Linked DNA regions of Mus musculus: region 2 is linked to region 1. The links are chromatin contacts, called in public promoter capture Hi-C maps. All regions are on one chromosome and are shown on one strand. Each heading gives the region's core, a stretch centred on a gene start, on an enhancer-like site or on the middle of the called end of the contact. The rest is flanking DNA. Distances are from core to core; before and after follow the strand shown. Region 1 holds the start of Rbbp5 (retinoblastoma binding protein 5, histone lysine methyltransferase complex subunit). Region 2 holds the start of Zc3h11a (zinc finger CCCH type containing 11A).

What was found. Promoter capture Hi-C pulls out the DNA fragments that hold promoters and counts their contacts.
Region 2: a promoter capture Hi-C map of pre-B cells shows a contact between it and region 1, with 4 times the contacts expected there. The contact joins the promoter of Zc3h11a here to the promoter of Rbbp5 in region 1. A contact is called at or near these places in 2 of 39 promoter capture datasets (the C10 cell line and pre-B cells) and 1 of 115 datasets of contacts at active chromatin or transcription factors (embryonic stem cells).

Annotation. Positions count from the first base shown.
Region 1 is chr1:132,472,554-132,479,871 of GRCm38.p6, forward strand. Rbbp5 (retinoblastoma binding protein 5, histone lysine methyltransferase complex subunit) reads left to right here and starts at 4,814. Exons shown (of 14, transcript NM_172517.2): 1 at 4,814-4,974. The coding sequence starts at 4,956. 6030442K20Rik (RIKEN cDNA 6030442K20 gene) reads right to left here and starts at 4,511. Exons shown (of 2, transcript NR_165177.1): 1 at 4,169-4,511.
Region 2 is chr1:133,660,081-133,667,381 of GRCm38.p6, forward strand. Zc3h11a (zinc finger CCCH type containing 11A) reads right to left here and starts at 1,319. Exons shown (of 18, transcript NM_001276767.1): 1 at 1,157-1,319. It overlaps Zbed6 (zinc finger, BED type containing 6), which reads right to left and starts at 805. Exons shown (of 1, transcript NM_001166552.1): 1 at 1-805.

The DNA.
Region 1 (7,318 bases), core at 3,564-6,063:
GCAGGTGCTGGGATGGTTCTTTCTGGTTTGGTAGTGCTGAGGACTGAACCCAGGGTCTCACACATACTTGGTAGGCAAGGGTTCTATGGCTGAGATTCATTCCCATCCCCCCCCCGGGGGAGGGGGGGGACTCATATCGTAGCCCAGGCTAGCCTCAAATGCATAGGCTGGCTTTTAACCAGAAACCATCCTTCACTGGCGTCTAGCATGATGGGTTGAGGTGGGAATGGCTACCCCTAGTGGAAGGTTGTGTTTACAATGATTTTCTTTTCTTTTTTTTTTTTTTTTTTTTTTTTTGCTACTGCTTTTTCCCCCTCCTCCCTCTCCTCCTCCTCTCCTTTCTCCTCTTCCCCTTCTTCGTCTCCCTCTTCCCTTCTTCTTCTTTGTTTTTTGTTTGTTTGTTTGTTTGTTTGTTTGTTGTTTTTTTTCGAGACAGGGTTTCTATGTGTAGCCCTGGTTGACCTGGAACTCACTTTGTAGACCAGGCTGGCATTGAACTCAGAAATCCGCCTGAGTGCTGGGATTAAAGGTGTTCGACACCACTCCCGGCTTGCTACTGCTTTCAAATGGCAGATTTCTTTACCTTTTTTTTTTTTAACGTCATACTGGGAGAGATAAGGGTTTCTTACTACAGTTTATACATCTCTAAACTGTAGTATAGCATTACTTATTAGGAATCATGAAACATGTTTTCAACAATTAACTGGAGTTGCAAAGCATGGCTAGGACTGGAGACAGCAACGGTTGAGAGACGGTATTGTGCTCGGCTACTTCATGCATAACTGTGATCACAACAAACTCCTGGGGGGTTCTGACAAAGAAATTGGCTTTTATCTACAGATAAAATAAGACAGGACAGAGCAGGGTGGTGGTGGCGAATGCCTTTCATCCCAGCACTCAGGAGGCAGAGTCAGGCGAATCTCTGAGTTCAAGACCAGCCTGGTCTACAGAGTGAGTTCCAGGACATGCAAGATTATAGAGAGACACTGTCTTGAAACAAACAAATAACAAAAGTTAGAACAAATTATAGATTTCTAAGATTCTGCAGAATGATTAATAATGAAAAGGTCAGGCCGGACGGTGGTGGCGCAGGCCTTTAATCCCAGCACTCGCGAGGCAGAGGCAGGCAGATTTCTGAGTTCGAGACCAGCCTGGTCTACAGAGTGAGTTCTGGGACAGCCAGGGCTACACAGAGAAACCCGGTCTCGAAAAAAAAAAACAAAAAACAAAAAAACAAAAAAAAAAACAAGGAAAGAAAAGAAAAGGTCAAGCTCCCTGCTTTTCAAAACATTCAATTGTTTCAGTTATCTGGCAACTACAGAAAACACTTTGAGGAATAATCATGTATGTGTGTTTGTGTGTGTATTTTTGTACATGTGTGTGTATTTGTGTGTTTTTGTATATATGTTTATGTGTGTATATGTTTGTGTGTGTTTGTATGTGTATGTATGTGTGTATTTGTAAGTGTGTTTTTGTATGTATGTGTGTTTGTGTGTGTGTGTGTGTGTTTGTATGTGTGTGTCTGTGTATGTATGTATGTGTGTATGTTTGTATGTCTGTATTTGTGTATATGTTTGTGTATGTTTGCGTTTGTGTCTGTGTGTTTGTGTGTGTATGTATGTTTGTATGTGTTCGTGTATTTATGTATGTGTGTGTTTGTGCATGCATGTATGTATATGTGTGTATGTTTGTGTGTATGTATGTATGTGTGTGTATGTTTGTGTGTCTGTATGTATGTATGTGTGTTTGTATGTGTTCATGCATGCATGTATGTGTTTGTGTATGTATGTATGTATATATGTATGTATGTATATGTGTGTGAATGTTTGTATGTATATGTTTGTGTGTGTATGCTTCCATTGTTTTCCAGGGAATGGCATCCAGACCTACCTATGTGCTTTTCTTCCCTTCTCAATTTTCTTGTCTCCAGGGAATTCAGAGCTGTGTTGTAACTGTCCTTTTTTTCTCTCTTTAACTACATTAAATCTGTAATTCTGCTGACAATGAACACTGACTGCACTTGTCCCCTTTTTCCGGGAGAGGCTTTGATCCTTGTTTTGTATTTTTGATGCCACCCCCAGCTCTCTGCTGTGGTTGTCAACCTTGTCTCTATGCTGGAAGCACACAGCTTTCAAACACACTTATGTTCTCTATGCCAGCTGCCAGGAGCTCTTGGCTGAGTGTGAACAGAAGGGTTCCAGGTAGAGTGTTTCCACCCCATACCCCATGGTGCTTCAGGCTCAACCCCACAGCCTCACACAGGCTCTACCATACATTCCAGCCTAGAATGTATGATTTTTATCAGTAAGGGGGATAAATACTAGCTGGCCTCCTGCATGAAGGACAGAAAATATCTTACTGAGAGGGAAGTTCAGCCTGGCTAAAAACCAAGTTCTTTTTTCATGACTGACAGGTACAAATTGCTCCAGGCCAAGAAGAAAAAAATCATTTAAAATTTCTCCCCTTTAAACAAAGCTTCAGATACCCTGTTTGACAATTAGTAATATTAATAAACTCTAATTAGCCCTCACAAAGCAAAGCCCACCAATTATAGTTTTTAATCAAAGTAGAACACAACGAATTACAAGGAATACAATGTCTACCATACCAAAAAAAGAAAATAAAAAAGAAACCCAAAAATAAAAAAACAAACCAAACCAAATCAAACCAACAACAACAACAACAACAACAACAAGCCAACCCCTACGGCTCCATTCTGAGGGATAATCATGCATGTCGTGCTCTATCACTAATTTGGAGATTTTTTTTCAGAGATTTTTTTTATTTAGGTATTTTCTTCATTTACATTTCAAATGCTATCCCAAAAGTCTCCCAGACCCCCCCCCCAGAGATTTTTAAAGTGCAAAAATATGCATATATAAACTTGACAAAATACAGTACATCTTTAACCGGGACCTCTTTGAAGTCCACGTTTTATCATCTCTAGTCAACGTGTCTGGGCAGAACATCTACCTTATACAGGCTGTTTCCTTCTCTGTATCCTCTGCACCAGCAAATGGAGCCCCCAAAGCAGAAACATGTCACACACACACACACACACACACATCTTTTGCATTTATGCCGCTTCCAATTCTGTCTCCTAATCTCAAGCTCCTTGATTGTTTTTCTCTCCTGTAGATTGGATTCAGACCATCCTTCACGGCCAACAGTAAACTCCTGGAGAGTTTTTACCCCTCACCGGAACTCCTACTCAACAGTGTCTTTAAGAGGTTGATCTTTAGGGCTAGGCTTATAGGTAGGCTCTGTAGGTAAGGCTTAGGTTCAATCACCAGTACCAGAAGAGCTGAAAGCAAACAAACCAAACCCAAACCCAAACCCAAACCCAAACCCAAACCAAAGCAAACCAGCACAGCAGCAGCAGCTGCAACAACAAAAATCCCAACCCGTCTAATGTTATTTCCTTCTTCTCTCTCACTCCAGGACTCACTAGGGAGCCCAGGCTCCTTCCTGAGTGCTGAGATTACATATATGAGCTATAAGACTGGGTAGGAATTTTTATTTTTTAAACATTAACTTGATCATATTATTCCTTCCTTGAAAATTTTACAAAATGCATGTTCCATTAGAAAAAAACATGGCCAGGGACACCAACAGTCTGCCTACAGAAAATAAACCCATATACACGTGAAAAGTTCATCATTATTACTTCATAAGTGAAACAATGTATTTTTTTTTCTGTTTCACTAAGCCAGTGGGTACAGCCAAAGAGACCTGATAATAAATCACTGTGAGAAGTGCAGAAATATTTCTACAAATTATTTCTGGTTCTATAGTATTTGGATAGCATTTCGGAAATATTGGACACGAAAGGGAGTGAAAATTGTCCAATATCTCTGAGCCTCAATTACTGTTTTTGGGTTAAATGGCTACATGAAAGACATATTTAGGAGATAGTAACTGGTAAATAATGGCTTATACTTGCTGTCACCTGATTTTTTTATGCACTTTATATGCTTAACTCATTTAATCCTCGTAATTCTCTAAGTAGTATTATTATCACTGTCATTTTACGCACAAGGAAAGGGTTAAATACCCATAACGGTGAAGTCAGTTAGGAGGACCTCTAGATTACTGTCATTATAGCTACACAGGGGTGACTTGCCCACCACATTGGATAAACACTTCCCACCCCACGCCCATTATTTACCATTAGCTGGTCTTCTCTGATTGCTCTGTGTACATCAAGTCTGACAGAACTGTGGGACACTCAGTCCATCTCTCTTGACAATGTTCCTGTGCCCTAATCGATGTTGTGTACACAGTAATACCGCAGGAAAGGGCCTAACAAATACTATCGTGCCGTTTTATGTGATGCATAGCATAGTTTTAGAGACGTGAAATAATCTTCACGAAACTAAGTCAGACACATAGTAATTATAGTACTCATAGTAAGGTGAGCCAAGCCAGCACGCGCTCTGACCACGCCAAAGAGCTCCAACACTCTTGCACTAGGGGCCGACCTTTCCCGCTTTCCTGCGGTAGAAAGAATCGCCCGGAACCTTTCTTGCGGAGTCTCAGGCAGCCGCCGGGACAACCCAAGGAACACACGGCATTGTGAGTATTAGTGGGTTAGTGATATGCCTGAAATTTCTTGCTCACTTACGTGGTCCCGGAGAGAAAAGCTTTACATTCTTGTACTTTTTGGAGTTCCGACTGACTATGACATTTTTTTCTCCCTCGATAATATTATAGTTGTTTGATTACAAGAGCGTTTAATATTTTTTTTAATTAGGGAGAAATGTGGACAGCTACGTAAAACGAACAAGGAAGGCGGGGGAGGAAAGCGGAAGCCGCGGGGCCTTCTAAGTCCGAAAGTCTCCGGAGCTTGCGCCAGGCTCTTCGCGGCGCCCCCCACTTAGACGCGGGGCTTCTGAGCGGGTGGGGGAGAAGGAACTGTTGCCGGTGCGGAGACCAGGCGGCCAGCGTCTGCAGGGATGAACCTCGAGTTGCTGGGTGAGGAGGGCTTGCCTGCGACTTAGCAAACCCTTCGGTATTGGGAAGGAGGGAACCTGGGCGGGAGGGACCGCAGGCTGCAACCTTAGGGACACTCTTCGGAGATGGTTCATTGAGTGCTCGTGAGGTGGAGTTGCAGCAGCAGGAGTAAGACCAGCTTCTGTCCGAAGAGAATGCATTACTTTTCTGAAACCGCTTTCAGATCAGTTGTGGAGTCATTGAGGCACTTTTTGTCCGAGCTGTGATTTCGAAGATCGCAGGTGCTGAAGTAACAAATCAGACAGGACCAGAGTTTTGGAGATGCAGTCAGAGGAAGAGTGACCTAGGGTGGGTCAATTTTGAAGACCTGTCAGGGGATCCGGTGCCTAGATGGGATTACTCTTGCTGGAAAGGTGTTACTTAACCAGATTTTATTTTAAAAATAAAAAATAAAAAAAAGGTTAAGGGAATAGGTAAGGGTGTTGTAATTCGGCACTAAGTGGCGTAGTTGGCATTTGGAATCCAGTCATCTTGACTGCCCGTTTAAGGTCCTTAACCGTAGGGAGGTGTAGATCCCCGGAAATGTGAACTACACAAGCAGTTGTTTTATTCTCGAGACAGGGTTTCTCTGTATAGCCCTGGCTTCCCTGGAACTCATTTTGTAGACAAGGCTGGCCTCGAACTCAGAAATCCACCTGCCTCTGCCTCCCAAGTGCTGGGATTAAAGGCGTGCGCCACCACCGCCCAGCCAGTCAGTACTCTTAGCCGCTGAGCCATCTCTCCAGCCCACTTACAAAGATAATTTTTAAAGTGTTCTTTGTCTTTATAGCGGCTTTATTGGAGCATGGGTGCATGCTTGTGGATATAATACTGACGAAGTATGAAAGTATGTGAAAGGTGTATCTAAAATAAAAGACACCAATGAGAAAATTTTTAATTTGTTATTTTATGTGTGTGGGTGCTTTGTCTGTATGTATGACTGTGCACCAGTGATGTATGTGCCTGGTGCCCACAGGAGCCAGGAGAGTCAGATTCCCTGAAACTGGAGTTACAAATGGTTTTGAGCTACAATATGGGTGCTGGGAATCATACCTGGGACCTTTGGAAGAGCAGCCAGTGCTCTTAACCACTGAACCATCTCTGCTGCCCCTCAGTGAGATAATTTTTCTGCTATGCCAAAATGTGGATATTGTAATAAAGAGGATAACCAAGAGTTTAAGTTGATGATGTTTATTTTGTGGAGACTCATGGATGCCAGGTTGGACAGTTTACTTTTTAAGGAAGATAGGGCAGATACACCAACAGCTCAGATGGAGCACTGATTTATAAAGTTTTTCGGAGAGTTATAATGCATAGATGAATGTTGAGACAATATAAAACCAGTCTGGAAGGCCACAATGTATGAGTGATACACGGAATGTGTGAATTGGGACATAGAAAGAAAAAACATTGGGGAGGCAGTATTTGAGTGTAGTGGTGATAAGAAAATGAACTACAAAATAATGGTGCTTGACTAATAAGATGCAAGGAATTGTGAAAGGTAGCTTGGATCTGTTGGATGTAGACTGAGAGCTTGGGAGACAAGTCTTGACTTATGATCACCATTTGTTTCTGCTTATTGAAACCCTGGGACTGGGTGTGAATAGGTGGAAGGGAAAAGATGAAAGGGGCCAAATATTGTCAGGGACAAGATCTTTAGTTATTTACCTGGAGGGAAAAGGATGATCAAGTAATTATAAGTTAACTAATATATGCAGTGCTTCTATGAGCTAGTCACATTTTCAGGTACCTTCCATATATTTCCCTAAGTATAGCAGCTAGGGGAGGATACAGGTTAGCAGTTCCTTCCATAGACACCAGTTGAGTGTCAAGACAGCACTTGAGTCTGAAAACTGAGAAAAGCCTGCTCCCTTTAATTTCTGGGCAGTTTGCACTCCTTAGCGGCCTAAGGTGAAGGTGATTTTAGGAGGGTGTAGGAGAAGTAGAGACCAAGAGAGATGTTCCATGTTTATAAGAGGAAAAGAGGAAAGCTGTTATAATAGTCCTTTGAAAGAGTTAACAGTGTGTGTCACAAGGAAAGTTCTTTTGAATGATTCAGAAAGGTCATAGGGGAAACAGGAATTTTTAGTATTGGCTGATTCAGCAATTAAAAAGAGGTCTGAGGCTCCAAAGAGAAATCTCTTATAGAAATGACTGAGTATTATGTGAGAAAGTTAGTGATTGTAACTAACTTTATAATAATACAAGCAGGAAAAAGGAACAGAGGTGATATGGTGGGAATAGTTAAACAGTGAAGGACAGCTGGCCAGATAAAGGAAACAAAAGGCTAGGCTAGGCTGTGGGATGTGCTACTCAGGTGGCCTCA
Region 2 (7,301 bases), core at 69-2,568, 1.2 Mb after region 1:
GCTTAGTGCACCACTCAACAGTCATCATTTAAGACTGACTTGCCAATACAACCTAAAAAGTCAATTCCGGCCAGCTAAATCAGATTCCACATACTAGGCATTAGCAGTAAGCGCTAGCTGTGCCCTTTCTGTTCTGATATTTTGAAAACTATAGGTGGCTGAAGAAAAATTAACTGGAAATAAAATTTCAAAACAAGGTAACAAGCTATATTCTTCATTTACGGTTTCTATCAAGAGTTCATATTTTTAGACTGAAGCAACATTACATACAACCTGTAAATAACTCATAAATTGACATTCTATGAGCAGCCAAACTAAAATAAGCTTTAAACCACTTCCATTCCTTTTCCGTGGGCCCCCTCCCCTCCCCTCAATACCAACACGTTTACCCTACGAAAGCATGGCTACCACTAGCTGCACAGCCGCCTTCTCTGGGTTCAGAACCAAAGCCTGGTAGATGTCAACAAAACGAGCCTTCCCCATGGGGATCCGCACCGATTATGGGCGTCTAAGGGGTGTTCTTCGTACGATCTCACCAATCCTACAAGAACGAAGAGTCCCTGTAGCTCTTGACTTCGAGGATGAAGGCTTGGGCGGGAGAGTAATCAGGGTAGGGAATGGGAATAGGATACCAGAATTCGACTCTGTATGTGGAATATTAGAAAACCTCCAAAGTAGTGGGACCCTAGAGAGGAAGGCGAGGAGGTAAAGTCGGGTCCAGGCACTTGATCTGATCTCGGGAGGGAGGGCCAGCTAACTAAAGAAACTGATTCCCGGAAGAGAGCAACCTAGTGTCAGTTCCCCCTCCGGGGGTCCGAAACAGTCGCTTTTCCGGGGCTACCCGGGAATCCCGGTTCGGGAACACCGGATGTGGGGGGAGGGGGAAGAGGTTGGTAAGTAAGGGAGCAGGCGCCGTGGGGGTGGGGCGGAGCGGGTGGGGGCAGGGAGGGTGGGAAAGTGAGCTGAAGTCTGCCTAGGAGCCCAGCAGGCCGGGGCCGCCGGCGGGAGTCCGGGTAGCTGCCGTGCTGATGGGCCCGGTTCAGACTTCCCGGGCTAGGCCGAAAGTCGGGCGAGGGGAGGCCGCTGCCACTCCCCTCGCCCTCTTCTCCCTCCCAGGCCCCAAGTCACCCGGGAATCAAAAAATGGGTCTAGTTACCAGAGAACAGAAACTTTACCGAACCGATGACAATGTCTCCGACTCCCGCGTGCTGCCACGTCTTTCTCTTTTCTTAGCTGCGGTCGCCCGCCGTCCTCACAGCAGCCGAACAAGCAGAAACCCAGGACTGCCAGCGTCAAAGATGGCGCCCGGCTACAGGCTCGCCTTTAAGGCTGGGCCAGTGAAAGTGCCAGCACGACGCAAAGCGCAGGCATTCTGGGAGTTGTAGTTTCCTCTATGAGGCCAGCCTTAAAATGGCTTCTTGGGTCATAGGGTCACGTGTCACGGAGGCACGGGGACCGGAATTTCTTTCTGTGGACCCGGATGCCTATCAGAAAATTATTCTTCACGAAAGTTTTGTTTTGTTGTAAAATCAAGGAGAGAAGCAAGAAACCTGTCTACCAGATACCAAACATTCAATTTATGTTAACCAGAGTGTGTATAATGAGCCTTCCAAACCTGATAGACATTTAATTAAAAATTAGCTCCGAACTAACTGACCTGTTGTGGCAGCACTTAAGAAGCAGAGGCAAGCAAGTCTCTGTGAGTTTGAGAACACCCAGATCTATATAGTGAGTTCCAAAACAGCCAGGACTATTTAGAGAGTCCTGTATCACAAAACAAAACAAAAACAAAAACAAAAACAAAAACAAAAACTACTTTTCTCTTGCAAAGTTGAAGGACTTCCATAGCAGAAGTTCTGCTCTGGATGCTTTCCTTTACTTAATCACATTTATCTGTTTGTTTGTTTTGGCTTTTGAGACAGATATACTATGAACTCCTAACCTGGAACTTGCTCTGTAGACCAGGCTAGCCTCCAATCTTTAGCAATTCTTCCTCTCCTTGAGTGCTAGTGCCACAGGCATCTGCTACCATGCCTGGCTAGTTTTGTCTGTCTTTCTTTCTTTCTTTCTTTCTTCCTTTCTTTCTTTCTTTCTTTCTTTCTTTCTTTCTTTCTTTCTCTCCTTCCTTCCTTCTTTCTTTCTCTCCTTCCTTCTTTCTTTCTTTTTTTCTTTCTTTCTTTTTTAAGGTTTATTTATTTTATATGAGTACACTGAAGCTGTCTTCAGACACACCAGAAGAGGGCATCAGATCCTATTACAGATGGTTGTGAGCCACCATGTGGTTGCTGGGAATTGAACTCAGGACCTCTGGAAGAGCAGTCAGTGCTCTTAACCACTGAGCCTTCTCTCCAGCCCATTTGTTTGTTTTCTTAAAACAACGTGTGTTAGAAAAATAATCCATGTTTGATAAGAAAGTTACAAGATCGTGCAGTATGTAAAGCACTTTCCATGTATGCCTCAATTCCATCCCCAAAACCCATAAAGTTGTCCTCTGACATTTAAAAGTATACTGTGACAGGAACACCCATCAGACAACAATCTTTTTTTTGTTTTGTTTTTGTTTTTGTTTTCTTCAAGACAGGGTTTCTCTGTGTGGCCCTGGCTGTCCTGGAAGTCACTTTGTAGACCAGGTTGGCCTTGAATTCAGAAATCTGCCTGCCTCTGCCTCCTGAATGCTGGGATTAAAGGCGTGTGCCATCACTGCCCGGCGACAACAATCACTTTTAAAAAATGAAAATAAAATTGTAAGTTCAATCGCCAAGTTGGGGGTGTCAGGAAGTTATGAAGAGCAGTGGGGAAGGAGGAATTTACGAAGGTTGAGAGACAAGAAGGAAAAAAATATGAGCAACTACCTCTCATTATTCACGTTATTTTGTACTTTTTCTTTAATATGAAGACAGACAGAAACACACACACACACACACACACACACACACACACACACGCTCGCGCACATAGTTTTTGGGAAAGAAATGGCCTCTGGGCCTGGTATAGTAGTATACACCCCTGATTCCAGCTCTTATGCCACAATAACATAAGATCACCACAGGCTAATCAAGACTATGTAATAAAATCCACAACAAAACATTCGAGGCGTGGTGGCGAGCACCATTAGTCCCAGCACTGAGAAGGCAGAGGCAGGTGGATCTCTGAGTTCAAGGCCTGCCTGGTTACAGAGAGAGTTCCAGGACAGCCAGGGCTACACAAAGAAACCTTATCTGGAAAAACAAAACAAAAATGACATCTGACCTTGCAACTTTAAGTCATAATGACAAACCTATGCAGGGGTAGCCAGGGTGCTCTAAAAACCTTTGCTTTGTTTATTGTTTTTGCTATTACTGGGATTGGGGGGGGGGGAGGGCTTGCTTTTGTTGTATGTCGAGACAGTCTCACTCTATAGCTCAGGCTGGCTGTGAACCTCTTGTTCTGCCCCAGTTTCCCAGCTGCAGTCCTTCCAGGCCTGTGCAGCTGGCCCTCAGCTATATTTAGATAACTGTACTAGCTAGGCATTGGAGAATTCCAAAATAGGGTATGTTCCTTGTCCATATGGCAGTTTGGAGTTCTCCTGAAGATGTGGTAAGTATCTCTCAGGCAGTGAACACCAAGCATCAAGCCGTGGTTTACACGGAAGTGACACACTCAATTCTTATATGATCCAGATAGATGTGTGTGTGAGTGTGGGAAGACTATAACACCAGCATGCTTCAGTGAAAGGGACAGCTGTTATTCTTCGCTCCAGCCCATTTGTACCTAAAAGGGATGGAATGCAGGCCGAGTATTGGCATGTCTTCTGAAGTTTTTAACATGAGCAGGACAGAAAGAAAGAGAGTGGGGGGTGGGGAACGTTCACCAGAGATTTAGATTACTGGGGGTGCAGGGTGTACAAGTGTGGACCTGTGGAAGTTAGAGGACAATTTCAGGCATTATCCCTTAGATGCCATGGTCCCCTCTCACCATCTTTCACCATCCTGGAACTGCAGGCAGGCTAACAAGCCCCAGGACCCCACCTGCCGCAGTCTCACCAGTGCTGGGATTGTAACCCCACTGTGGGACTGTGAAAGGTAGCTTGGTCCCCCTGTTGAACTAAGGCTTGAAACCCTGGAGAACCTGGAGGGGTCATGTCCTCTACGTGTGGAGGGATTGGGGTATTGTGCTTCAGTGACTGATGGTCACAAATCTATAGGGGGCTGCTGTTAGTGACAGGGGCTTGGTGCCTGGGATCAGGTGAAACTTCTACTGTCCCTTCAGGGTCTCTGGAGTTGCAAGCCTTAGCTCAACTGGGGACCAAGCTACTTTTCACAGTGCCACACCCCAGGGCATGCCTGAGCTTGCCCATGAGTTTTAAGAATCAAACTCAGGGCCTTGAGGTCCTGGAGTTAGCGGTTACTCAAGAAGCTATCTCTTCAGCCCAGAATTCAGGCCTTTTTGGTGAAAAACTTCTACATTTGGAAGCTCCTTCAAAAAATTTACTTTCTGGGCTGATGTGCAATCTCTACCTTCCATTTTGTGTGGAGGAGTGAAAGAAAAACCCAAGCAGCAAAGAAAGTCAACAGTGGAAAGTCCATGCAATCGATCGTAATTGAACCAAACAAGCCACATTCCAGCTCCAGCAAGCAGCAGATCGAGGCGGCTTTTGACAGGTGGGTCTGGCTTTAGAGTCAGGGGTTGTAGAATCTCCCTCTGGGAGGAAGCTCCCTCGGTGTCCCTGTACAGAGGCCCAGAGAAGCCATTGTGTGAAGCTGTGAAGGCAAGGCCTGGATTGTTGGACACCCCGGGATGCTGGAGATACCAGAGTCGTGGGATACCTACGTAGGAAAGCTGCAGACCCAGCATGGGACCAGCACAAGAGAAAGAAGTGGGTCGTACTTAACAGAGCTGAAGGAGATGGAGGTCTAAAGAGGACTGTGACATCAGACAGGGAGAATACAGAACTTGGAGATTACCCTGCTGGGTTTTTATCTTGCTTTGGTCCATTTTTTCCTCCCTAGACTCCCTTTCCCCACATTTGGAATGCCAATGTACATTCAATGCACTGTATGCTAGAAGTATGTGATCTGCTTTTTTGATTTTGGTTGCACAGGGATTGCAGTTAAGGGATTGCCACAAGTCTCCGAAGGGACTTTGAACTTTGGGCTTTTAAACCTTGTTGAGATTGTGATAGACTATGGAGAATTTTGAAGGATTGGATGCATTTTTGCATTATGAGTGGTACAGCCTATGGAGATCATACTGTAGAATGTGGTGGTTTGAATAAGAAAGGCCCCCAAAAGCTCATATATTTGAATGCTTAGCCATTTGAATCAATATCATTGAATCAAAGTAATTGAATCAAATAGTAGCACTATTTGAAAGTATTAGAAGGATTAGGAACTATGTGCTCTTTAGAATGAAAACCAAACCAAACCAAACCAAACAAACAAATAAAACAGGTCTTTAATCCCAGCACTGGGGTGTTTGGAGGGCAGAGGCAGGTAGATGTAAGTTCAAGACCAGTTTGTTTTACAGAACAAGTTCTGGGACAACCAAGGCTACACAGAGAAGCCCTGTCTCAGAAAAGCAAAACACAACACAACACAACAACAAAAGCGGTATGGCAGCTGGGCGTGATGGCGCACGCCTTTAGTCCCAGCACTTGGGAGGCAGAGGCAGGCGGATTTCTGAGTTCGAGGCCAGCCTGGTCTACAGAGTGAGTTCCAGGACAGCCAGTGCTACACAGAGAAACCCTGTCTCGAAAAACCAAAAAAAAAAAAAAAAAAAAAAAAAAAAAAAAAAAAAGCGGTATGACCTCCTTGGAAGAAGTGTGCCACTTCTCTGTTCTCATTAGAGATGAGCTTCGAGTTTTCAAAAGTCCACACCAGGCCAAGCATGTCTCTGTCGACCTCTCTCTGCTTCTGGATAGGTATATAGCTCTCAGCTCCTTTTCCAGCGTCATGTCTGCCTGTATTCACCATTCTACCCAGATGATGATGGCCTAAACTCTGAAACTGTAAGCACACCCCCAAATAAATGCTTTCTTCCGTAAGAGTTGCCTTGGTCATTGTGTCTGTTCACAGCAATAATGTAGAACACAACTACAACTACAACAGAGTGTTTCTCTGGGGTGTTGTTCTTAGTCAATGGCATCAGCCACCATCTGCCCAGATGTTGAAGCCAGGAAACTAGGCAATATCAAGGACTTTATTAAAACAGGACAGTTTACTGACTTTACTTCATTTATATACATATATATATATATATGTATGTATGTATGTATGTGTGTGTGTATGTATGTATATGTATATGTGTATATATATACACATGTATGTATTATATATAAATTTTTTTCTGTTCCTACATATATTTTTTTTCTGTGCATCATCAAACCCAAGGACATACACATTCTAGACAAGCACTCTGTCTACATACTTATTATGGAATGTGTGCCACGACATTTGACTTAATATTTTTAAAAGAAATTTTTCTATGAACAAGTTTGTGTGTATATATTGAAAACTGTTTATATTTGCATTTTTAAAAAGAAATTTTGACCCATACCTGCAATAATAGACAACTCTATCACTGAGCAACACATCTATTATGCTCTGTAGCCTACATCTCTAGCTCATAGTTGTGCATACGTGTATATAGGATATACACCTAGCTCAGTAAGTCACGAATTAACTTGTTTTGAATCCTTGGGACAGAGTTTCATATAACCTAGCCTTGAACTTTCCATGGAACAGAGGCTGGTCTTAAACTCTGACTTATTCTGCCTCCATTCAGGTGCTGGGACTCAGGTGTGTGCCCCCACTCCTGACTTTCATCTGCATCTCTGTCAACACTCCCATTGCAACTGCTGAATGCAAGCCTTTGACACCCATTGCTTACTGCCCACATGGCTGACATCTTGGTTTTCTTGCCTCTTCTGCTCTCTCTTTAACTACCTTTCTTTTCTTTCTTTCATTCATTCTTGTTTGTTTGTTTGTTTTTCTTTGTGTAGCCCTGGCTGTCCTGGAACTCACTCTGTAGACCAGGCTGGCCTCAAAACTCAGAAATCTGCCTGCCTCTACCTCCCCGTACTGGGATTAAAGGCGTGCACCACCACTACCCGGCTTTACTTTCTGTGGTTGAAAACCACTCCTCTTCTCCTCTCTTTTTCCCTCTTGTCTTGGAGTTCAGGCTGGCTTTGAACTCATGTAGCCAAGGATGACCCTGAATTTCTGATTTCCCTGCCTCTGTCTCTCAAGTCAAGGATTAAAAGTATGGGTCAGAATTTCTCTTTTAAAAAATGCAAATATAAACAGTTTTCAATATATACATAC